Regions from separate parts of the Columba livia genome. Here region 1 is linked to region 2. A link is a contact called in public Hi-C data. All regions are on one chromosome and are shown on one strand. Each heading gives the region's core, a stretch centred on a gene start, on an enhancer-like site or on the middle of the called end of the contact. The rest is flanking DNA. Distances are from core to core; before and after follow the strand shown. Region 1 holds the start of TNNT3 (troponin T3, fast skeletal type). Region 2 overlaps DUSP8 (dual specificity phosphatase 8).

Region 1 (4,974 bases), core at 1,171-3,670, 180 kb before region 2:
AAAATCCAAGTGGAGATGCAGATTTCACCCTTGCAAGGGCCAAACATTCAGTCACATTTGGCAGTTAAGGCTGTCGCTGACTGCCGCTGCCCTGGCTGGAAAGTGAGAAAGGTCTCACCTAAAGAGCAAGGTGTCTGTCTGCTTTGTGGCATTCAAAAGCCATCTGGTCTGTCAAAGCAAGGGGCCATCATACCAACCATCATACCAACAGCCACCTGAGATGAGAAAGGCTCTTTGACGCCCAGCACTGTCCACGTAGGTAACTGTATCATCAAAGCAGCCAACAAAACCAAACCATATTTACATCCAAAAGGCAATAAAGCAAGCAATCTGCTAAGAGCAGTTAGGATTAAGTTCTCTGAAGGCAATGGAAAGTCTCCAGCTGGCTCAGGATTACCCTTGGGTGGAAATCACTTTACACACAGCAAATGCAGCCTAAGATTAAGGCTGTTAGCACCTTCAGGCAATAACTGGGTTTTGTTTGTACAGTGGCAGAAAAATGGGGTCTGGTCTTGACGGAGGTTTAAAGATGTAATAAAATCAATTAGTTAATACTGCCCACCATTTGGAAGGAAATCAAAACACATGGGAAAATTTCACCAAACCAAAAACTTCCTGCCTACTTTCACCCCTTAAAGGTAAAAGCAAAGATTATTTTCTTAATTTTGTTCAAACTGAGTAGGTCACAGCTGAAAGGACAAATACCCCAATTTTCATGAGCCCCAGGTGGGCAGGAACACCACATCCCTTTTGGCCCCAAATGCTCCTGCCCTTGGCTGAAAGAGCAGAGCCAGCACGTCCCAAGAAGCCTTGTGGCAGCTGAGAATGCACCCGGGAGGGGGAATGGGCTGCCATGCACCTCCAGGCCATCCCTGGAAATAACCCGCCCGTCAATCATTCCCTCCCAAACCAGGCCATACAAGGGAGGCAAGGTAGCAGGAACCCTAGGGAAAGGGGGGAGGACAAAAGTGGCCATGCACAGGCAATGGGACCTGGCAGGGACAACTATCTGGAGAGGACTAGGGGTGTGATCCATCAAGCACCACAAGGCCAAGCTTTCCCAGCAGGAGCCGCTGCAAACCCACTGCATCAATTTTCTTACATACATACAGATATTAAAATACCTGTTTATTATCTATAATAGATCTACTAAATATATAAATACACATATATACTTTTCTATATTAAAAGTATATTTTTAAATGTATATTTCTTCCATCCCTCTGCCTCCTCCCTTTATTTCTGGACTAGTACTTTCCAGCAGAAAGTGTTTCTCTCCCCAGGGGCTGGAAAGTGAAGGCCCCACCACAATGCTGCTGCAGGCTCCGACAACACATAGCAACATACCTATACCCTGCCCCAAAATGCATTTTTTATCCTTGTCTTTGGAGTGACATAATCTGTCTGATGCCTGCATGGGGTTTGCTGGGAACAATAAGGCTGAGAGAGAGGACTCAGAGACAAAAACTGTGCTTAGCTTATATCCCTTGCTTTTCCCCTGCTCTTGTGCCCATGAGGGACAGCTGCCTGCTGGCAATTACCTCTCTGGAGACCCCCCACACCAGCAGCACAGATCCCACCCAAACCACTGGCATCAGAGCCACCTGTGCTGGTGACACTCCTGCCTTTGCGGGATACCCCTCACCCCAGCAGTGAGGAGCTGTGCCCCGTGGGGCAGCCGCTGGGGGAGATGCCCCACATACAGGGGGTGGGCACCTGCACCGGACATGTAAAGCCATGCACACAGGGAGCACACCATCACCATTCTGAATGTAACCCCTTCCTCCTTTCCCTCCATGCACACAGGACGTTTCTCCCCCAATTTTCATCTTTTCTGTGAGAGGGGGCAGTTTTCCATGACCACATTTGTGTTTCTCAGGTCTCCCTCAAGCCCCACAGCACTACTTGTGTGCCAGCAGCTCCCCCATGGTTCTGCCCTTCAACTCTCCCACCTTGAACATCCCTTTCTCTGGATGACCAGCAGAGGTAAGGTCAGCATTTCCCCCCTGCTGCTGCAGGGAGTTTCCCAAGTGCCCTGAGAGATGTCACTGCATTTCCACCCCCACACCTTGGTTTTGGGAGGGTCTTTTCTCCCACCACTGATCCTTGAGAGTTCAGAGCACCCATGTCTCTGCAGGTGATACAAGCCTTGTGTGATGCCCAACAAAAGTCAGGAAAGAAAAGTACCTTTTCCTTAGGATCCAGTGCAGGATCCTGGATCCTGTGGACCCCAACCCTCCCATGATACTTTTCTATTCAAATCAAGGCTCAGCCCCTCTATGGTTTTACCTCCGCAGTAGCATCCCTTGCTGGGTCTCCCACTTACCTGGGAGGAACTGAGAGAAGCACTGAGCTTCCTGACGAAGGGGACAGGCAGGCTGGGATCTGCGAGCGTCCCAAGGTGATGCAGCTCTCAACTTATAGTGACATTTGATCCTCTGGAGGAGCCGATTGGCCCCAGATCCCCTGCGCTGGGCAGGGAAGGGAGCGGTGATGGGGCGGGGGAGAGACTGAGAGGGGAGCAAGGAAAAGGGGAAGAAAAGGTCATACCATGTATAGGAGCAGCTGGAGGAATTGCACAGATGATGCTAAGAAGGGAGGGATATGTTTGGAGGAAAAAAAAAAAAACACACAACAGTCCAGGGCTTATGTTTCTATATTTACAACCCCACCAGGCAGGCAGAGCTTAAAGAGGGGTATATGAGGCAAAGGCACCTCAGAAACAAATTGTGGGGCCCCCACAGCCTCATGTGGTGCACGGTCATGGCACCCCGGCTCTTGCAATCTCTACACACAGCAGCAGACTCTGCTCTCCCGGCTGGGAAGGGGCTCTTCCCTGCTGCCCTGGTACATGTACAGGGCTTCAGTTGTGCTACGGGGTTAGAACCTGTGCAAGGGCTTGGGGACCCTCTGCCATCCGACATCTTTGAAGTGAGCGGCCATGGGGCGTATGAGAAGTCAGTAGCACATAGCACATGTGTCACATGTGTGTTTGTGCATGGATGGTGTGCGGCATGCACCCACCTTTTGCTAAGACCACCAGGGCTCTACCATGCGTCAGGGCTTGAGGAGACCTGGAACAAAAAGCAAGAAAGGAGGAACGCAGCAAGAGAGCTTGTCTGACCTCAAGCCAAACTCAGAGCCCTTCTTAGCACAATAAAAAAGCATTATTTAAGTAATGACATCTTAAGGCAAACCCCAGATGGCTGGACCCCACGCAGAATCCACTATGTGCCTGCAGGGGTTTAGCTACCCCAGCACCCTCCGCAGTTGCATGGTAGTGCCGGTAGAGGATTGCAGTGCCTTGTACAACCCTCCAGCTTGCAGTTTCCATTTCACTAACCCTTACAGGCTTCAGCTCCCCATCTGCTCCCTCCCACCCCTCTCCCCTTGGCAGGGCTCCCCAGCAGTGTCCTCTGGTGTGCCTGGCAGCTCCAGCACCCCCTTTCTCCCAGCCTGCAGGGGCAGTGAAAAACTTTAGGAGCTGTGGAGCAGGCGATATTTTTGACCTGGGTCACAGATCCATTCCTGCCCACTCTTTCCCTGCCGCTTGCAGGAAAGGGTCCCCACATAACGATGTAGAGATGAGCTTTTAAAGACGAGGAGCGGGAGCACAGCGCTGCAGCCTCCCATTCAGCAGGTAACATGCACGAGCAAAAATCCCCTCTCCAGCTTGTATTCTCTGGCTGTCGGGCAGCTTATCCCCTTGCCTCCCTCCCACAACCCAGCTCGAGTCAGTGCTTTTGTTACTAATTGGGTGGGAGGGGGACAGTGCATCCATCCTCAGTGCCCTGGCTTTGGTCGGAAGGTTTGCTGGCTGGATGAGCTGTAGTGGACACCCCACACTGCCAAGGAGAGTGACACCCACATAGTGCTGCACGGCCAAGGCAGGTATTGTGGCCTGTGCTCCCCTACCCCAGCACTGCCAAAAGCACTAATGCAGTAAACCAATTTTCATGCTGCTTTTTCGGCACCATCAAGCATTTTTGCCATCTTCCGCTGGCTCGTTTTCCTTGGGTGCTCCACTAACTGGGCACGTCTCCAAGAAATACTATATTTGCCCCAACTGGCAGCAGAGCAGGGATGCATGGAAGGGGAGTCCCCCAGCTGTTTCTCCTTTTATGCATGCAGTGGACCCGGTTTGGCAATGGTATTCACCGGCCTCCTTTGCCTGCCGATTATAGACTGTCCCTGCTGCTGAGAGGGCATCGTGACTCACGTCTCCCACACCTGGGGTTGGATCAATCAGTTAAAATGGAAGCATGTGTGTGCAAATGCATGTAACGCCTGGGCTTCTGAGCAGATGCAAGGCTGAATGCTCCCATGCTTCCGTCTGGCCCATTTGCTGCCAGTCAGTTGGCAAGAGCAATGTGAGAATCTTGCAGGGTTGCACAGCCTCCACTGGAGTGTCCCTGCTTGTGCACCAGTGAGAGTGAAGCACTCCACATCACTCAAATTTCTCTCTAACCATCTTGAAAAAAAATGTAACATTGATGCAGGCTACAGGAATGACAGGTAACTAACCAGACATTTCTACCTGCTGCAGATCTGTTTTCACATAGGTGAGATGCAAACATTGCTACCTGCAGCATCTCCTCAGATCCTGTACACATGCCCCTGCACTCAGGTCAGTTCCTGATCTGGACATGTTGGGTAACTCCTCCAGACAATGTCCATCATTACATTATGCATTATGTCCATGCCCTGCCTTCCCCTTCACCACCCTCTATAATCATAGCCCATCTGCTTAGTACTGTTCCAAAGGACATCTGCGCATCCCATAGGCTGCCTCTGACAGCACCTTCATGTCCACATCATGCATCTTGTTTCCCGTCTCAGTGTGGTACAGCTCCTTCTTCCCCCAGGACTGAGGGGATCTGCTCCACCCCTCTGGAAGAGGGCTTATCTCATGCCCACATCCTCTGTTTGCTCTGTCATCATCTGGTTCACAACCAAGGCTCATTGCCCACAACT
Region 2 (5,293 bases), core at 2,365-4,864:
TGAGAGCCCTCAGGAGTGCTGGAACCACGAACAGTGCACGAGACTGTGTCATGCAGGGACCAGCTCCTCTCCAGCAAGCTCAAGGGGAGCATCAAGACACCAGAGATCCCTAAGCACCTGCTCTACATCAGATACAAATCCTTCCTGAGCTTAATTCCCCACATTCCAAGAGAAACTGCTCTCCCAGTGCCAGCACAAAGAATAAAAGAGGAAAGATGCAATGCTGCCCTGGCTCCTTACTCTGTGGGGCCGCTCCCTCCCAGCAAAGGCTGGGATCTGTGGCCCAGGGTATGGAGGGGGGAAAGCCCAGGTATGGGTTGGAGCTCAGCCAGGGACATTCACTACCTTTGGGATTGTTTTGAATAGCTGCTTCACTTTCTAAAAATGAAAGGCATGCTAGAGCAGCCGGCACGGGGTGGGGTGAGTGCTGCTCCGAGGTTGGGATGGTGTTGGGTACCCAGCCCCATCTCTAGGGTTTCCCCCAAGCCCCAGCTGCCCTCAGCAGCTGCAGGCATGGGGGAAATGAGGACAGGGAGTATGAGAGCATGCCCAGGCTCCCAAACACATGGTTGACGCTTTGCTTGGGACAAGCAGGGAGAGCTATGGGCATAATTTCAGGTGCTGGCATCCTCTGGTTGCTGGCAGCATGCTGGGATAGGCACTGCAGAGGGTGCTGCTGCCACTTTCTGTAAACATCCCCACCTCCTTTGCAGCCCCCTCAGCCCCTGCCTGGACTTCCCCAGGCAGGGCTGGCGGGGGATCTGTGGCCGGGCAAGTGTCGGCAGAGGCGAGCAAGGGGGAGAAAGCTGCGTGCCACAACCTGCTTTAGCTGTGAGATCACCCTGCACTTCTGGCTTTTGAAGAGCAATACGAAGCTGTACACAGCCCTGGGCAGCTCTTGATGGGTATGAGTGATGGTGAGAGGATGAGGATCAGAGTAGCTGCTGATTCCCCAGGGCTGCACCCGTGTGCACTCTGCTCCTCAAAAAAGTGCTGGTTTCTTTTGGAAAAATTCCCATGTTGTTTTGCGTGACTCCAGGGGTCAAATCTGCACCCCAGTGTGCTGCAGGCTTCTTGAGGGTAGCTGAAGGAAGCCCTTCCTGCAGGGTTTCTTCTTGAGCATCCCTCAGGCATCAGCAGTCTGTGCTCAAACTTGGGGACAAAGCGGGGAGTTCACATGTGTCCATGCAGGGCTCTGGCTGGTGATTTACGCTCCTTGGCAATGGGGACACAGCACAGGGATGAGCAGTAACCGGAGCTGTGCTGCACCTGTGCTGGGCCTCCTGCTTTTGCTCTGATTTAATGTCCCAGTTGAGAGGTGATGTCATTTCAGAGGGAGCCAAAGAAAAGGAAGTGCTGGAGAAGATAAGGTGCTTTAACTCTACCCCTCCCATTTGGCCAGATTTTGAAGCTGGGAGCTGTCAGCCAGCTGCCAGCCAGGAAAACATAGGGGAGGAAAGAGATTGGTGGAAGGAGACCTTCCTCTTGGGGCAGTGGCAGCTGACACCAGGAACTGATGAGATGGAGGGTGGTGGAGGACCTCGTTTGTTCCTAGGTGATGTAAGCATGATTTTGTGCACTGCTCTGGCTTCTCCGTTAACTTCACCTCCCAAATACATGGGGTGAGTTGTTGGCAGCACCAATCGTACCCGGCCTGAGCCTGTGTGCCAGACCAGCAGCCAGGGAGGTGCTCCAGGAGGGTCAGCAGAAATGCTGGCAAGGTCCTGGAGAAGGTAAATTGAGAATGTGCAAAGCCTGCCCTGCTTGTGAAGGGGAGAGATGGGATGGAAAGTTCATTACCAAAGGTCCTGTTTATCTGTGGAGATGAGCCAGGGATTCCCATGGTGCTGATTCCATAGATTTGGACTTTCAGAAGGATCTTGTGAGGGCATCCTAGTCCCTCTGACAGTAAAAGGTGGTCAAGCACCACAGTCTTCTCTGCCATTTGGGTGATGTCAAGCTGCATCTGCTTATTCACATAAAAGGGAAAATCTCAAGGGACACTGGTTGGACCATCACTAGCCAGACCCAGCTCTACCCTGGAGGACAGGATCAATGAGTGAGAGCAAATCAGGATCACCTGTGGCCTTACACAATCACACAGGACATATGACAGCACTGGAGCTTTTCCAGCTCCCCAAGTTGCCCACCATGCAGGCAGGGCGATGCTTGCTGCCTAGTTCAGGTCAGTGCTCTTGCTGCTTGAGCTGGGAATGGGCTCATTCACATCTAGACCACGCTTTTGACCATGCCAGACACCGTGGTGATAGCTCTGGCTGTCAGATGCCACGTGCCGCGGACCCAGCTGGGCATTTCTCTTAATATCAGTCTTTGAGATGCTCAAGTTGATTATGATGGCCCAGCAGCTTGGTGTGGTAAATTGGGCACTGCTTGCTGTCACATTCAGTAAGATCAGAGCGTGAAAAACAGCAATGGCCTGCAGGTACTGATGTGTTGGTCCGGTCCAGTGTGGTGGAAAACATGGGCTTGGTGAGGCTGGGCAGAGGGGTCATCTCTAAGAAACTGCAATGTTTACATGTAGCCATTGCAACGTTTGGGCTTGATCTCCCCAGCCCCAGGAACTTTGTAGCTCAATGGGCTTGCTTGTCCTCATCCTGCACTGGTGGGTTTTGCTGTCAAAAAGTGACCCTGGTTGTGCTCAGAGCAGTAGGCAGCCAAGAAAAGGACTTTCTCTTCCTGGGATTTGAATGAAGTTGCAAAGAGCAAGAGGGGGTGCGGGATAACTCACACGTGGCTTAATATTCAGCTGCAGCAGGAAAAATCGAAGTTGGGTCTCCATTCCTTTCTTCATGTGTGTGGCACAGTCATCACAGTGTGTCTGCACTGCTTAGTGATGGCTGGTGGCTTTTTGCTCCCAAAAGCTCTGTTCTCAGTGTTGCAGGGGTATCACTGCTTTGTCTCCAGCCTGTGTCTTGGGATGCCAGGTACTGATGGTCTCAGCCTCACTGCTATGAACTCAATGTTCCCATTTTCTCCACAGGAGGCTTTGCCACCTTCTCGTCCTGCTTCCCAGGGCTCTGCGAGGGGAAGCCAGCTGCCATCCTGCCGATGAGCATCTCCCAGCCATGCTTGCCTGTGGCCAACATCGGCCCCACACGCATCCTCCCACATCTCTACCTGGGCTCCCAGAAAGATGTCCTAAACAAGGTATGGCCCAGTTGAGGGAACACATCTGCCCTGTCCCATCTGAGACCCCAACCATGCAGAAGGGTGAGGGCATTAAGGACTCTTCTCCTGCCCAGTGAGAGGACCACACATGCTCAGTCTGGCCCTACCAGGAGGCTAAAGGCAAGGAGTGCATAGGCAGAGCCTGGTAGAACTGGGGAGGGTGGTCGCAGAATGAGTCATCTTATATTGGTGAGCTTTGGGTTGGTCAAACTCTTCCCTAGTGCCAGTAGCAGGAGGAGCATAGCCAGGATAACACCTGAGCTTGGAGGGGGAGTTACCACAGCTGGAGGGAGATGTGGAACAGGAGCCTGCTTTGCACCCACCCACTTCACCAGGCAGGCTGCCAGATAACACCAATTTCAGCAACCCTGCGATCCCCTTGGGAGCCAGAGAGAGTGGGAGCAAGCTGGGATATTCAGCCATGGCAGTGCAGGGACAGGCTGCTCTGGCCAAGGGCTTGTTCAGGAGGCTCAAAAATGAGCAAAGTTTTGCTGTAGGGAAAGAGAAGAAAAGAGGAACAGTGCCCTTTTAAAGGTGCTGAAAGGGCTGTGCTGTGATGTCATGCCAGGGAAGGAATTTTGTTTAAAGAAAAAATAACAGCGAGAAGAAAGAAAGAGGAATTGCAGTTAAAATGCCACTGGGCGCCTGCCTACCACAGGCAGGAGGGAGCCAACCAGGCACCCTCGCCTGGGGCAGGCAAGGCGGGAGAGGGACCATGACGCCAGAGCAGGGTTGGAGACAGAAAGGAGGGAGAGTGAAATTATATACGGGGAGTAGAAGGAAATGAAAGAGAAAAATGCCAAGAATGTGAGCCTGGGAGCTGGGCTGGCTCCATTGAGCCGAGGCCGGGCTCTGCATAGGCTGCTGGGGTGGGCAGGAACCAGCTGCTGGAGAGCCAGGGCCGAAATCCCGATGTGGTCTCCTGAGGACCCAATGTCAGGCTGGGAAATTGATGGTTTCCTTCTCTCCCTGCCTCCTCAGAGGGTTTTGGTCATCTTTTGGCGCTGTGTTTTCTGCCATCGCCAGGATGTGTCCTGAGGATGCTCTATTCATAGGCAGCAAGAATGGGGTCAAATGCAGAGGCTGTGCATGGGCAATGCTTCTCCAGCACGTTGCAAAGGAGAGATCCCACATGGCAGCTCCACGCACTCTAACATATAGAAGAACGCTTATATCTCCATGTTTTCTCCTGTTTAATTCTGGGTCTTCCTTGTAATAGCACAGACCAGGCACTGAGACCCAGCAGCTGGCACAGATGTTCCCCTATTTTTTATAAGCAACCTGCTACCAGTTGTACAGGTGATACTTAGTCTGATGGGATGAGGAAAGAGACAGGTCAGATGAGTCATAAATTTGGTGTCATCACCACATATAGGTAAAGCTGACTGTAGCCTTGGGCGGGAAGTAATGGAGATTGGTGTGGATGCAGCAGTACACACCCAGCAAGCCAGTTTCCCGATGGATAGCCCGTGGGTTGAACCTCACCCCCTCATTGCAGTTTTTCATCTGACCCTATTTGCCTAAGGTCTCCCTTGTGCCATCTCATTTTGCTGAGTCAGAAAAATGGGCAGTGATGGTAGCATTTAAGTGGCCGAAGCAGAAAAGTCACAGACAACAAGTCCAGGTTCACTCCAGTGTCAGAAAGAGGGAAGAGATGGTTCCTCTTGCCACCTGCCTATGTCCTAACACAAGAGCATATGATCAGTGAAGAACTGTGAGCAACGAACAGATCTGTAAGAACTCCTGATGTGATTCTGAGAGGTGTGGGAGCAAAGACATGGGTTGACATTGGTCAGCATAGGGTGCTGCCAGTGACTCACACTACTCTGTTGGTGAGAGGCCTCCTCTCTCCCTCAGCTGTTACTTTCAAAGCTTTCAGTCAGAATTTCTGCTGATTTTCTTTCTTGTATTTGCCTCTTCTACTCATAATGGAGTTCTGAGGTTTTTCCCTCTGGGACCCCCTTCCAGGTATTTTTAGTCTTGCTTACTTTTACTTGGACCAATGCAAAGACCTGCTGAGGTTCAAACCTGTGTCATCTAAATTGACACAACCTTTTCAGCTGGCCTCTGCTGTACTACCATCTACTAGGTCAAGGCAGCAGTG

Evidence for each region. A called contact is a pair of places that touch in the nucleus more often than the background predicts.
Region 1: a Hi-C map of liver shows a contact between it and region 2, with 2.1 times the contacts expected there. The contact joins the promoter of TNNT3 here to the enhancer-like site in region 2. A contact is called at or near these places in 2 of 2 Hi-C or Micro-C datasets (crop and liver).

What each region holds. Positions count from the first base shown.
Region 1 is chr5:52,083,294-52,088,267 of bColLiv1.pat.W.v2, reverse strand. TNNT3 (troponin T3, fast skeletal type) reads right to left here and starts at 2,420. Exons shown (of 14, transcript XM_065065165.1): 1 at 2,327-2,420. LOC135579608 (a long non-coding RNA gene) reads left to right here and starts at 3,482. Exons shown (of 3, transcript XR_010473062.1): 1 at 3,482-3,640.
Region 2 is chr5:51,901,007-51,906,299 of bColLiv1.pat.W.v2, reverse strand. It overlaps DUSP8 (dual specificity phosphatase 8), which reads left to right. Exons shown (of 7, transcript XM_065065102.1): 4 at 3,002-3,168. Among named protein-coding and RNA genes, the nearest start is that of MOB2, 29 kb to the right of the region's middle. Within about 2 kb of position 3,614, at least 1 of the 3 cell types and tissues checked has an H3K27ac peak away from gene starts, as active enhancers do.